3 separate regions of the Mus musculus genome follow, and regions 1 and 2 are each linked to region 3. The links are chromatin contacts, called in public HiChIP or PLAC-seq maps. All regions are on one chromosome and are shown on one strand. Each heading gives the region's core, a stretch centred on a gene start, on an enhancer-like site or on the middle of the called end of the contact. The rest is flanking DNA. Distances are from core to core; before and after follow the strand shown. Region 1 holds the start of Nudt18 (nudix (nucleoside diphosphate linked moiety X)-type motif 18). Region 2 holds the start of Dmtn (dematin actin binding protein). Region 3 has its middle 15 kb from the start of Gm30500.

The links. HiChIP or PLAC-seq counts read pairs in DNA pulled down with a chosen protein or histone mark.
Region 1: a contact with region 3 is called in an H3K27ac HiChIP or PLAC-seq map of embryonic stem cells, with 4 times the contacts expected there. The contact joins the promoter of Nudt18 here to the enhancer-like site in region 3. A contact is called at or near these places in 1 of 39 promoter capture datasets (cranial neural crest) and 3 of 115 datasets of contacts at active chromatin or transcription factors (astrocytes, embryonic forebrain and embryonic stem cells).
Region 2: an H3K27ac HiChIP or PLAC-seq map of embryonic stem cells shows a contact between it and region 3, with 6 times the contacts expected there. The contact joins the promoter of Dmtn here to the enhancer-like site in region 3. A contact is called at or near these places in 1 of 39 promoter capture datasets (hippocampal neurons), 3 of 484 Hi-C or Micro-C datasets (cardiomyocytes, cortical neurons and palatal mesenchyme) and 5 of 115 datasets of contacts at active chromatin or transcription factors (embryonic forebrain, embryonic stem cells and forebrain).

What each region holds. Positions count from the first base shown.
Region 1 is chr14:70,575,084-70,579,539 of GRCm38.p6, reverse strand. Nudt18 (nudix (nucleoside diphosphate linked moiety X)-type motif 18) reads right to left here and starts at 1,716. Exons shown (of 3, transcript NM_153136.5): 1 at 1,430-1,716; 2 at 415-628; 3 at 1-206. The coding sequence starts at 1,591.
Region 2 is chr14:70,625,527-70,629,669 of GRCm38.p6, reverse strand. Dmtn (dematin actin binding protein) reads left to right here and starts at 2,605. Exons shown (of 16, transcript NM_001252662.1): 1 at 2,605-2,931.
Region 3 is chr14:72,504,354-72,508,539 of GRCm38.p6, reverse strand. No RefSeq gene overlaps it. Among named protein-coding and RNA genes, the nearest start is that of Gm30500, 15 kb to the right of the region's middle. Within about 2 kb of position 2,074, at least 63 of the 459 cell types and tissues checked have an H3K27ac peak or open chromatin away from gene starts, as enhancers often do. A contact at or near this core is called in embryonic stem cells, where this site is marked.

The DNA of each region.
Region 1 (4,456 bases), core at 467-2,966, 1.9 Mb after region 3:
GGTCACCAGCCGTTGGCAGACCACACTGCAGGGGAGCTCTTGAGGCAGAATGAGAGGGTGCATGGCTTGTTGGCAGAATTTGGCGCCTAGCTCTACCAGGTGCAGAACATCATGGGCTCTAAGCGGTGTGGGCAGGGAGACCCGTGGGTACCAGCCGGCCTGGAGGGACTCAGAATCAGCATCTTTGGAAGTCTTGAGAACTCCGCCTAGGAGAGATTTGGGGGGTGGGGTGGGAAGAGGGCCAGTATGAGAAGGGTTGAGCCTGAGAGAGTAAATGGCCACCCCAACACTCCAGAGAGAGAGAGACCCCCAAAAGCTCTTAGCCCGTAGTAGGTCAATGGCCATAAGCAGAAGCCCACAGTATGGCTGGCTATGGATGAGGGACCGTGAGAAATGTCACTAGGTGGGGGATACCTGTTGGTCGAGCGAGGAACACAAAGCGGATCCAGGAGGCGCCCCTCTCCTCCACGGACAGCAGTGTCACTGGCTCACAGAGCAGCCCTGCCTCCTCCTTCACCTCCCGCTGCATGGCCTCCACGATGGTTTCTCCTGGTTCCATTCTTCCTGCAGGGAGGTACCATGTCCCCCGGCATTCCCTCTTGGCCTCCTGTATCATCAACACCTCATCCTGGGAGGGAGGGAAGTGAGACAATCTTCACTCCTACCCAGCCAGTCTGGGGGCTTCAGAAGAGTAGCCCCTACCTGGATGGCAGCCCAAAGCTCCCTTCTTGGTAGACAGACACCTTTAGGATGCTGGATCCTCAGGAGTCAGGCCCTGATATGGCTGAAAGCAGTGGCTGTCTCCGCTTTGCTGTAACTCAAACCCAGAGGGACTTCTGTTGTAGAAAGGGGCTGAGGACCTTGGGCGTTGCTCTAGGAGGCTTCCTCCTGAAGGTTGCCACCACTCCTATACTGACTCATTTATGCCACTGTCTTGCTCTTGTTCCCATGGGACTTACAAACCGCCTGTGTCAAGTCCTCAATCTAGGGTCTGAGGCTTTGAAACTTAGCTCCACCCCTATACCAACCTACCCCTTCTTGGCCAGGATTTTATAACGCTGACTTGTGCAGAAGTGATCACTAAAAAGAACTCTCACAGGATCGGAGGCCTGCATGTAAGCTCCCCATTACTCTCCCGAGGCGCCGGGAGAGTCTAGACTCCTGGAAAGGAAGGGGGCATATTACAGGCCTCTCCTGGTGGGGGGCGAGGTCTAGTGGATGAGATAAACCGCCCCGGGACCTCGGCTTCTCCTTCCATATTATAGAGTCTACAGAAGGACGATCTCAGCTCAGCTGCTAGTGTTGAGAGTGCTTTGCAACATTGGGAAGCGCCACATACAGGCAGCGGCCGTTGGCTCGCCTGTTCAGATCAGGGCAGGCGGCACGCTCCCGAGACCAGCCGAAGGCCAGCGGCCGGTCGGACGCTCACCTGCTCGTTGAGGAACACGGCCAGCACCACGTAGCAGACATTCTTCCGCAGCCGCACGGGAAACAGCGGCTTCCCAGCCGGCTCCGAGTCACAGCTCTGCACCAGCAACCCCTTTCCCCCCAGCACGGTGGCAAGCGCCCCTGCCAGGCCCTCCGTGGCCATCAAGTCTCCGGGGAGGTGGCAAGCCGGGACCTGCCAGACCCCCGGAGGCAAGCGGCCGGGACCTGAGCTGCGGTGGGCCGCGGCGCCCTCGCCCCCTCCCCTGACTTGAGGGCCAAGACTAACACGGAACCTCCGGGAGAGACCTGGTCGCTGATAGGCTGCGCGTCACTGCGGCCTGCCCGGATTGGCCAGCTCGCAGCGGTTATCGGGAGGGCGGGGCGCCGGGATCCTCCCTCTGCCCCCTCCTCTCCTGGGTTTCAGCCTCACTTCACACTCTCCCTAGCGATTAGCTAATTCACCCAGCACGCACTTGTCCGCGCGGGTTCCGACGGTGATGTCATCCTGCCTGTAGGGTGATGAACACCACTGTGACCAGGGTCGATGGCGTCACTCGTCCGATGACATTACGGAAGCCCAGACTCCGCCGTTCGCTCCCACTGTCCAGCTTTTATCATAAACGAACCACAGAAGTGCTCACGACGAATAGGCCCCAAATAACTTTCTGACTTCGTTAAAATGCTCTGAATGTGGTATGGCTCAGGCACATAACGTTGCGTTAGAAATTCTGATCTGTCTAGGTCGATGGACACAGGGCATTTTAAGAGTCCGAGGCTAAAGGATTGGTTTGGGGGTGGGGTGGGGGATGGGGAACGTGATTGACAAGCCTCAGAGGAGGGATGGGACAGGTGGTCAAGGTGGGACAAGGCTGGGGATGAGAAGAAGCTAAGGGGGGGGGGGATGAATGAAAGGGAGATTGAAGTCAGCACTGTAGCCTGCATCCGATCCTGTGCCCAATGCTTTTCCCAGGCTTCTGAAACAGACTCCATCTTTAGAGGGCAGGGGTGGTGCCCTCCTACCCAGCGTCCAGGGCCTGGTCATGAGGAACAGGGTGTGGGTTGTTTTGGCCAGCTCCTGCTTCTCTCCCAGCCTGACCTTTCTTCCTCTGAGCTTCTTTAACCTCCACTCAGGACAGGAAGGCAGGGCCAGCTGAGAGGAATCCACAAAGCAGGCCAAGTCTGGGCTCCTCACCCCATCCCAGACTTCCCTTTCCTCCCCCACTGCTGGCTCTGTGTACCTCCTTTGGGGGACAGTGGCTTGATGGTACTGACAAAGCTCTGGAGTTTAAAAGCCAGACATCCAGCCTCTGCTGACTGACGTGCTCTGTGCCCTGGGTGGCCTCAATGTCCTCATCTGTACAGTAGGTCTGTAACAGCCCTCCTTTTCCATACTTGTTGAGAAGCCAAGAGAGCTTGGGAGAAGCCATGCACTATCTGAACACCGTCACCAGGCAGCCCACCTGTTCTCCAGGTAGGGTCTCAAAGCCATAGTCCATAGAGCACACCTGCACATACAAGAACACACACACCGTGAAACTGGGGAGTATAGCTCAGCGGTAGAGTATTTACCTAGCATACACAAGGCCCTGAGTTCAATTCCCAGCACCACAAAACCACATCTGTGCTCTGTAGACTTGACTGGCAGGCGATCTCAGCCCTCCGGGACTGGTCTCAGCCTTTCTTCTCCCCGATGCTGATGCAAACTCCCTGAAGAGGAAATCTACGTGAGGTTGGATGGGCACTGTTAGTGGCCCACAGTATTTTCAGGCACTTGGACACTTCTGACTTGAGGCCACTGAAGACCTCCTATTTCTAAATTAACTGTAGTCATCGGCAGAGGGTCAAGATCAGGCCCCAGGGTGCAGAGCCACTTGTTAAAGGCCTCCTCTCTCTTCTCCACCTCTCTCTTCCCCTACCCTCCTCTCCCCCTACCCCCCTTTTGCTCTCTCAGTGCCTCAGTTTTCCCATCTGTGAAGTGGAGGCAGCACTGGTCAGACACTCCATTCTTTCTCCCAGGGATGATTTGGGAGAGGGTGAGGTCATGTCTGGGCAGGCTGGGAGAGTGGCAGAGGCGTCCTAAGATAAACAGCAGCCGGCCCAACTGCCTGGTAGAGCAAAGGCTGCCACAACCGCAGTTCCATTATCATGGGGGAAGGGGAAAACACGCATCTGCTGCGGAAGGCCTCGTTGCCTTGTCATAAGGCACATGGAAGCAATAGAACACCGAAAGCCCTTTGTAAAGGGTGAAGGGGACACACAGAAGGCATCTGAAGGGGGTACAGTCCTTCCCAGAGTGCTTGGGGAGGCAACCAAAAAGGTTGGATTTCTCAAGGCCTTAGGATAAAGAGCAGTGGTCAGAGACAGGTGGGTGAGTCTTGGACAGGAAGGGGATAATGAGACAGGAAAGGAGGCTGGGATAGCCCACCTCCACGCATGTCTTCTTTCCTCTGAGATAGAGGACACCCCTGGAGTGGATAGCCTTAAACAAGCGTAGTCCTACCAGTACTGATTTCCCAGAACCTACGGGAGCAGGCCATCTTAGGGTGCATTCATGCACACGTGTATACAACCTGTGAGCAGGGGAGATAAGGGGTAGGCAGAGTCAGGGACATGGTGACAGAGCTGGGCAGGCAGGATGAGCAAGGGTGTCTGGGATGCTGGAGTCCTTTACAATGTAGCAGATCCTGTCTCCTGACTAAGAGACAGGTGAGAAGGGCAGTGGAGGGGGATGGGCTGTTCAAATAGCTCATCTGCTGACTCGGAGGAGTCACAGCCACAGTGTAGATGAGACACCGGCATTTCTAGACCCTGGGACACAAAGGGGGACAAAAAATGGGAACACTGGTGAGATTCCAGTAGGTGGTGGCTTCCTAGATGGGATTATTTGGTTCTAGCTGTGATGCTAAGGTTCCACAGTGATGAAAAGACTATGTTTGAATATGGTTATTCCCACTGGGGGCACGAGGTCAAGGGTAACTGAAAGCTGTATGTGCTAACATTTGTTTTGTTTTTGTTTGTTTTTTAGAGA
Region 2 (4,143 bases), core at 1,356-3,855, 1.9 Mb after region 3:
CCACATTCCTCCTAGCAACGGATGACCTTGACAACATGCGGACGATAGGGGGAGCTCTAACTCCCTGGGCCTCTTGGCTCCTGGGCCAACTGGGCTCTAGAACTATTCCTGCCTGCCGGAGATGTCTGGCTGATGGGGGTTGGGGGCATTGCCAAGCACTGTGTGACTGAGGTGTGGAGGAGTGGATTTGGGCCTAGAGAGACTAGAAGAGGCTCTCTTGGACTCAGACTTTTGTCTAGGTAGGGGGAGGTTGGGGACTTGAAAGAGGTACCCAGGTAGAGGTAGAAGCCCATGGCCACATGTCCAGCCCAGCCAGTGACCTTCTGGAATGTGGTTTTTTGACACCAGGGCTGTGAATCCTGTGTCCCTTTCACCTTTCCCCACCTACCGGATGGGCTGCCTGGAATAAGGCAGTCCTCTTGCCATCCAGCCTGTTGTCTGGCCCTGAATTACGGTTCCCTCCAGAGCACTCCTGTAGCCTATCCTGGCTTAGGAGGGAGTGGGAGGCGGGCACACCTTGGTATGGTACAGTTAGGGGCATTATAGGCTCTGCAGGCCCCCTCCCTTCCCTGAGGAAGAAGCAATAGGAGTTGCGTTTTCTCCTCCCCCTCCCATCGCTGCTGAGCTGGGCCTGGGCTGCCAGGAGGTTGTCTTGGCAACGGGAGGCGGAGAGGAGATGCGCTGAGGGATGGAGGTGTATGTCACCGCAGAGGCTGCTGTGTTCCTGCCCCACGCCCCGGGCCCTTGAAGGTACTGAGAACCCTCCTTCATGCTCCCCTCCTCCTGGCCCTTTCCCTGGACTCTCTCTTCCCCTGCCTCATAGGCTGATTTCTTCCGTCAGGCAGGGACGCCCCTCCTGGATCTTTGACTCCTACCCAGGGCTCTTAACCCACCTCATTCTACACTCCTGTCTACAGCTCTCCTTTCTGACATCATCTCGTTCCCAGCATACCTCTGGAGACCCTTATACTGGAAAACATGTCTCCTGGAGTGGGGTCTGGAAGGGACTGCTAATCAAGGGATGAGGAAACTAGGCAGGAGCAGAGTCAGGAATCTGAAGGGCCTGCCGAGTGTCAGATCCCTGGGTCCTTGGTCTTCCAGAGGGATGGGGAATGCTTAGGAGTAGGCCTCCCTCCCCACCACTCTTTCAGACCCAGACTGGGGCGGGCAGGCTGGCCGGCAAGGGTGGGGTTGAAGGGACAGTGAGAGGCTAGGCTGAGGACAGGGCTAGCTATGGAGAAGGACTGGTAGCTCCTCCTCCAAGGCTGTGTCCCCTTCCTACACATTAAAGGTATACCCCACGCAGATCTCCTTGGGACTGGATGTCCCTCCCCTAGCCCAGGTGGGGTTTTGTTTGTTTGGTTTTGTTTCTGTTTGTCTGCCCCTTCCACAGGGCCCACAGTGGCTGCATCCCAGCAGCTAAGCCTGGATTCCCGGTCCTCCTTCCCCCTTTCACGGCCACTCAGCTACCTGCCTTCTGTCATTTCTCCTTCTGCCCAAGCCACCTTCAGGTTACAGTCGTCCCTGTCCTCTGCTACTCCAGATACACCCCTCCCTTCCTGTCTCCTCCAGTCCTCTTTTCTTTGAAGACGGTCGGTCGGTCGGTCGGTCGGTCGGATGCTGAGGCCATAGTCTTACCTGTCTCCTTCAAGCCCCTCCCCCTGAGATTTTTTTTTCCATTCAGAAACCCCAGAGCCCCCTCTCCAGATCCTAGCTTTGCCCCAATAGCTGCTGCTATCATCAGCTGACCGGCTGTGGGCAGTGGTTACCAGGGCAACGGCAAGGCTGCCTAGGTAGGCAAGTCTGCAGCCGACATGGAGGTGGGGAAGAGGCCAGTTAGTGCTAATAGGGGTTAGAGGGCTAGGCTTTCTAGATGCACCCCAAAGCCAACATTGGAGGCCTGGAATGGTTGAAGTTTTGCCACAGAGAGAAGGCATGTCTCTTTGGAATATGGATGCCATCTGATAGAAAGCTTCCTTTTGCAAAAACAGCTTTCCTGGGAAAAATCGGTCCTTCATTCTCTCCCTGGCCCCTACTACGATCCCCAGGGGATCAAGTTTACAGAAAATCCAATCTGAATCTGATGTATTTATGACCTGGTTCCTTCCATCCTTCTATCTGTCCTCCTCAGAGAGGGTTAATGTTTGGATGGCCAATTCGGGTGCCCCTGCTGTTCCCTGTCCCAGAGGTGGGGGGATCCCCCACAGAGCCTCTCATCTGCTTCTGGAAGATGGTGGAGCATTATGAATGGGGTTTGAATTGCAGGTTCTTGGAGAGCCGGGTGGGCATAGCTCCCCTCAGTTATCAGTAACAGCCGCTAACTTGAACTCTGCTGGAGAGGCTCTGAGTGTGGATATTGCAGAGCCGGGATATGGGAAAGGGGGAAAACGCAGCGCAGCCGATTCTGCTTCGTCATGATGCCAGCGAATGAGCCCCTTGTTTGAAATGGATCAGCTGCAGCAGCAGCAGCTGAGATGAACTGGACCAGCAACACGCCCAAACGCACACACTCACACACCCTGGGGCCCGCCACTATCAGTTGTTGGTGGGGAGGGGCCCGGGGCCCGCCCGCCCAGAGACCGCTCCTCGTCCTGCCCGCCCACCAGACACCAGACTCGGACTCCCCAGCTCCGGGAACCCAAGCCGGTGGCTTGCAGAGCAGCAGGGGACTGGTGAAGCGGGTGGGGGTTCAGGAGGGAGATCAGACCGCTGAGCTGAGACCAGCTCCCCTCCTTCGCCAGCTCCCACCCCACCCACCCACCCTAAGCCGGCTTTCTTCCTGTTATTTGTGCTTCGTAAAGCGCGGCTGGGTTCCTGGAGAAGCTGCCTCTTACCTAGATTCCTGAGAAAACGCGGCCACCCAGTCGACCAGGGCCTAGCCTTTTGCTTCCTGGGGCTTCAGAGAGCCTGGGCCCCACTGTCTGGGAGGAGGTAGGTGACAGGGTCTTTTGCCTCTCTTTCTTTACGTAGGTATTTTGGGCTGTACCTCTGGATCTGGCCATGGTTTTGGGTGATATCAGAGATGCTAGGACAGGGTCAGCTTTGGAAAATGGTCAGTGGGAGAATAGGCCTAGGTGGCCAGACAAGGTGCTCAGCTGGGTTTGACCCGATCAAACTCCCTTTTTATTTGGGAGGAAGGATCTAGGCTGTTGCCGTGCAAAGAGTCCATATGGGCCCCAGCATTCCCTTTCATGGACACCCCCCCCCCCAAGCTTCTGTGGCCAGAATTTCAAGGGGTGGGAGCATGGGGCACAGTCTGTGGAGGGAGCTGTTAGCTTTTTGCTGAATGATGCAAGACATCTTTGGCAGCCTCCCTCCCGCCAGGCCAGGTGCCCTCTGGAGTGGCAGGGGTCCATTGAGGGGGCCAAAGCCGCTGGTTTCCAGCCCACTCTGGAGCCCCTCCTAGCTGAGGTTAGCCTGGTTAGGGTAGGGATTCGTCGAAGAATGAGGCTGTGTAGCAGGGTGTGACTGCAGAGCTTAGCCTGGCTCTCTGCCTGCGAGCAGCTAGTGTACTGAGAGAGACTGGGTGCTGAATAAACCTGGAGAGCCCCGGGGGTCCTAAGGGATTCCTTTCTCGGCACCAGACACGCCATACTCCTTTGCTGGGCAGGCACACCTGTGCGTCTCCTCCCAGAAGACTGGTTGCCAGGCTGTAGGTCTAAGACAAGCAAGGCAACGGTGCAGTGGGAGTGGAGGGATGTGGGGATGGGTCAGGTGAGGGCACTGGGAGTATTGGGGTTCACGTGCTCAGAACAGGGATGGGTTCAGCAGGCCATGCCAGGGAGCTGTGAGCACAGATGACGGGTGCCAAGGGGAGGATCAGTGGGTGGGTGCAAGTAGGTGTCCTTAGCACCATGTGTCATTGTGTGGGGGTCTGGCAGGGAGAGTGGGCGAGTGCTCTGGCAAGGAGGGCGGCAGAGTCCCTGTGTGCACCCATGTGCAGTTCTGTCAGCAGCCATGTGTTGGGCAGAGCTCTTCTGTCTTCTGCATGTATGCTCCTGGGAGTCTTGTCTCCATACAGCTAGTTGGTCTTTCTGAGGCTAGGAGAGCATCTGTCTACCCACTGGTGGGCAATGTCTGCAGAATTCTTTCAGAGCTCACGTGTGGGGAGAGTGGAATGGGGACCTCTCCTGAATTCTAGAA
Region 3 (4,186 bases), core at 825-3,324:
AGCCATTGTCTCCTTGGCGTCCCTTTTCTATGTACAACGTCATTTAAAACACCAACGGTAGTAAAGTGTATATACTATAATTGGTCGTTTTAATCATCTCAAGAACACAGCACCTGCAGCCCTCACTACATCCACACTGCTGAGCAACTGCCTCCCAACCAGTTCGTAGAACTCTTGTTCCCAAATGAGATCCCACACACTCACAACTTCCCAGTCTCTACTCCCTCAGACCCGGTCAACCACAATTTTACTTTCTGCTTCTATGAATTCAACCTTTTGTTTGTTTTTTATAAGGCAAGTTTCCTGTAGCTCCTGATCTTTTTGCGTCCACTTCCCAAGTACTGGGAATACAGGCCTGTACAGGCATTGGTGAGGGCTAGACTGATTCAAGGCTTTCCCTGGGTCCCTAATGTATGGAGAAAGAACAGTTTCGTCTCCAAAACCAGGAATATGCTGGGGACATTGTGGCTTCAGTCATGGGAACCAAACTCTTCCTACTATATGAGGGTCATGGTTATGAGTTCAAGGCTACTGAGTGCTGCACTATGAGGCCCAGCCACCTGTGTGATACCCCGGAGCTCCCAGATTCCAGGATGCTTCCACAATCCTTTTCTGAAACTTGTGGGGATGCTCAGGCAACTTTGGCAATGATTGGCCTTCCTTCTTGGCTCCTGAAGATCTGACAGAGTGCCTGTTCTCCTTAATGGATGGCCTAGGCTGTGTCGGGGTGGATTGGCTAGGTCCAGGTGGTTTTCCTGGCGATATGCCTAGAAGCTGGGGCAAACAGGGTCCCCCAAGCCTTACTTAGCAGCTGCCCCAGGGACAATCAGTAGCATCAGGTATCCCCAGACCATTCACATCTCCGAGGCCTCAAGTCAACTTGGAATTGGTTAGAACCGAGATGTTTCTTTTAAGAACATTTTTTAAAAAGTATTTTTTGTATAATAATATTTTAGACGTTAGTGTCTGACCTGAAATCTTGATCTGTATGTATTTGATGGTACATGTTCAGAAGAGGAGGAAATCACATCTGCATTCTACAGTGAGCCTTTAAGAGACTATTCATCCTCCAGAGCAGGATTCTTGGCTCATCAATATTTGTGTAAGGGACTTTCGCACTCCAGTTTTCATTCTGTCAAGAAGCCTCCAACACGAGCCTCCAACATCATTTAACCTCGGCAGCTTTCAAACATCCTACATGTCAAAGATGCCCTACTGTTCCCTAAAAACTTCGGAAAGAACTTCGACTCCGAATCTGTGGACCATTTCACTCATCACTAAGTGATAGGCCTGTGAAGTATGCTGCAAAGTAGATTGGGGGTGGGGGAGGGGAGGACACTTGTAAACATCACTGTGATAGTTAGATACCAGCTAACTTGGCACAAATTCCCTGGCTGGGCAGTTTGGTTCTGGCTGGGATAGGCATCAAACGAAGCCAGGTAATGTACATTCATCAACTTCACACCTCACATCACCAGTAATGGGACATTCATTCACAAAATGGTCCTGAGGGAAACAGCTGTTATGCTAGCTATGGGAGTGGTTGTTGGGTCTGCTCTTTTAAGTCACAAACTGTCAGCCCTCTTAAACTGCAACAAAACCAAACCAATCCTTTGCCCAAGGCTGACAGACCCCCTGCCGGAAAGATTTAGCTTCAAATGGAGGTGGGGGTAGGGTAAAAACAAGACAAAAGAGATTAGGCGGCCTCCCCAGTAGCTTGTCACTTAATCTCGGAAGGAACTGGCTGCCGAGAAAGTTTGTTTGTACTTTCTTCCTATCTCTGCAGTCCGTGACTGAGTTATGTTCAGCCTCACAAGGCATTTTTTTTTTTAAGTCATAAACCCTGTTTAGGTCTCAAAGAAACACAGGACAAGGCGCAGTCCCTGTGGGTCCTTTCTGCACTCCTCACCCTGCTCCCCACCCTAACTGTCCTCAGCTGAGCGGTCCGGCTGGGCTTCCGATCCCCTCCCCCTGCTTCGCTTCCCGAGTTAATCTCAGCCATTTTGGCTATACCCTCTCGGAGCCTCTTGGCCCCTTGCTGTCTCTGTTGGCTTACAGGCGATTCCACTGGGCTCCTCCCTGGGCCCTAGCAGCTGCTTATGTCATCACCTGCCGCTGCTAGGTACAAGCCAAGTACAGCATAGGAAAAGGACTGCTGGCCTCTCTCTCTCCCTCCTCCCCTTCCCTCTTCCCTCTCCCCTTCCTTGCTTCCCCTCCCTCTGTCCTTTCTGTCCTCTCCCCCCACCCCCCCACCCACCCCCCACCCCCCGCTTCTCTGCACTCTGCTCCCTTCTGTCTGTCTCTACCCCTTCTCCAGATCCTCATTTCATTTCCCTCCCTTCCCCCAAATAAACCTCCCTATACCAGGTCTGTGACGTGACAGATACCTTGACATGGGCCCGCCAGGTACCCCCACCCATTGGCATATAACATTTCATAACAGGTTCCCCTCCTGGATCTCTGTTGCCCTGCTTGCTATGCTCCTCACCCCCCTCCTCCCCCCCAGTTCAGTTTGCAGGACATGTTCAGTCTGGACCCTTCCAAATGCCTCTGGCTGTTCTCTCCATCCTATCTACCTTGTCAACAATAACTTGGAATGGTCATGTCCCCATTTTTCACTCAGAGACCATATGCACTGGAGAACCAGCCCGCCCAGGGGAGGTGTTGTAAAAGGTCTTTCCTTTTCCTCTTGCAGTTCACTCTCACCCAGAGGCAGGAGCCTACCCACAGAGGGTCACACAGGTAGTAAAGATCCTGCTCTTCCTGGGAATTCTGCCTCAGCAAATAAGCTCACAGTCTAACCTGTGGCCCACATTGAAGCAGCTGCTGTACTTCCTCCGTTATAGCAATGGGATGCCTCAGAATATCGTGGCACAAAATTGCATTCTTTGCCAACAAGAAAAGAATTTTGACCAACTTCTTGAACAATATTTACATTTTAAGTTATTGTGTTCCTTTCTCATAATTAAAATGATTTATGTGGTGAGTTTGAAAATTAAAATTTCCTGTTTCCCATGGCTATTGTAGATTGCCTTGTGCCTGTTGAGAGACTTCAAACTGTAGCCTTTTAGATGATGTCATCACTGGAACACACCCCTAATCGTAAGGGGGGTAGACAGTTTTAGGATCTTCAGCAATTCACAAAGTCCTGCGGTATGTCAGTCAGTGTCCTAGTTAGGGTTTCCATTGTTGTGAAGAGACACTGTGACCAAGGCAATTCTTATAAAGAACAGCATTTAATTGGGGCTGGCTTACAGTTCCAGAGGTTTAATCCATTGTCATGGAAGCATGGTAGCATCCAGGCAGACATGGTGTTGGAGGAGCCAAGAGTTCTACATCGCCATCTGCAGGCAGCAAGGAGAAGACTGTCCTCTGAAGACAGACAGGAGGAGGCTATGATTCCAACCACACTGGGTGGGGCTTGACCATAGGAGACCTCAAAGTCCACCTACACAGTGACATAAGGCCATGCCCACTCCAATAAGATCACATCTCATAGTGCCACTCTCTGTGTCCAAGCATTGAACACAAGAATCTATGGGGCCCAAACCTATTCAAACCACCACAGTCAGTGAACACACAGTATTTACAGTGTGCTAGCATGGTGTCAGAACAATCCAGAAAACTGAAAGGTCTTTGGAAAACCTGCAGCTGTTCAGAAGCCTGTTTTTCAGATGTGTAGATGTGAAGAAACTCAGTCGAGTGCAACTTGGTCTTCCTGGGTCTGTCTGCCCCCAGGACTAGGCAGTCAGCTCTGGATTTTGATTTATTTTTCCATGTTTGTCTCTTCAACAAGCTGCAAGGCAATCCCTTGCTTGATGTGATGACCATATTCTTGTTATTTGAGTATTCATAGTACCACACAAATTTAAGCTCAGTGCTACATGTAAAAGGATTTTAATGTTTATTGGAGAGAGAGAGAGAGAGACCATCTACTATACTACACGTACAAAAACAGTTTGCAATTTCATCATAATGCTTCCAAGACAATAAAAAGTGTTTCATCTAAATTTTCATTCTCACTACAGTGTAAAATTCTTCCTGATGATAACTAGGTTAGTAGTCTTGGCCAGGTAGCCATGACAACTAACTGAGCAGATTAAAGCAGAAGGAGCTAGGTTACTGGTAACCACCGTGGAGTTGTTATCAGTCTCAATAGAAGAGAAAGAAGAGTCGCAGGACCCTT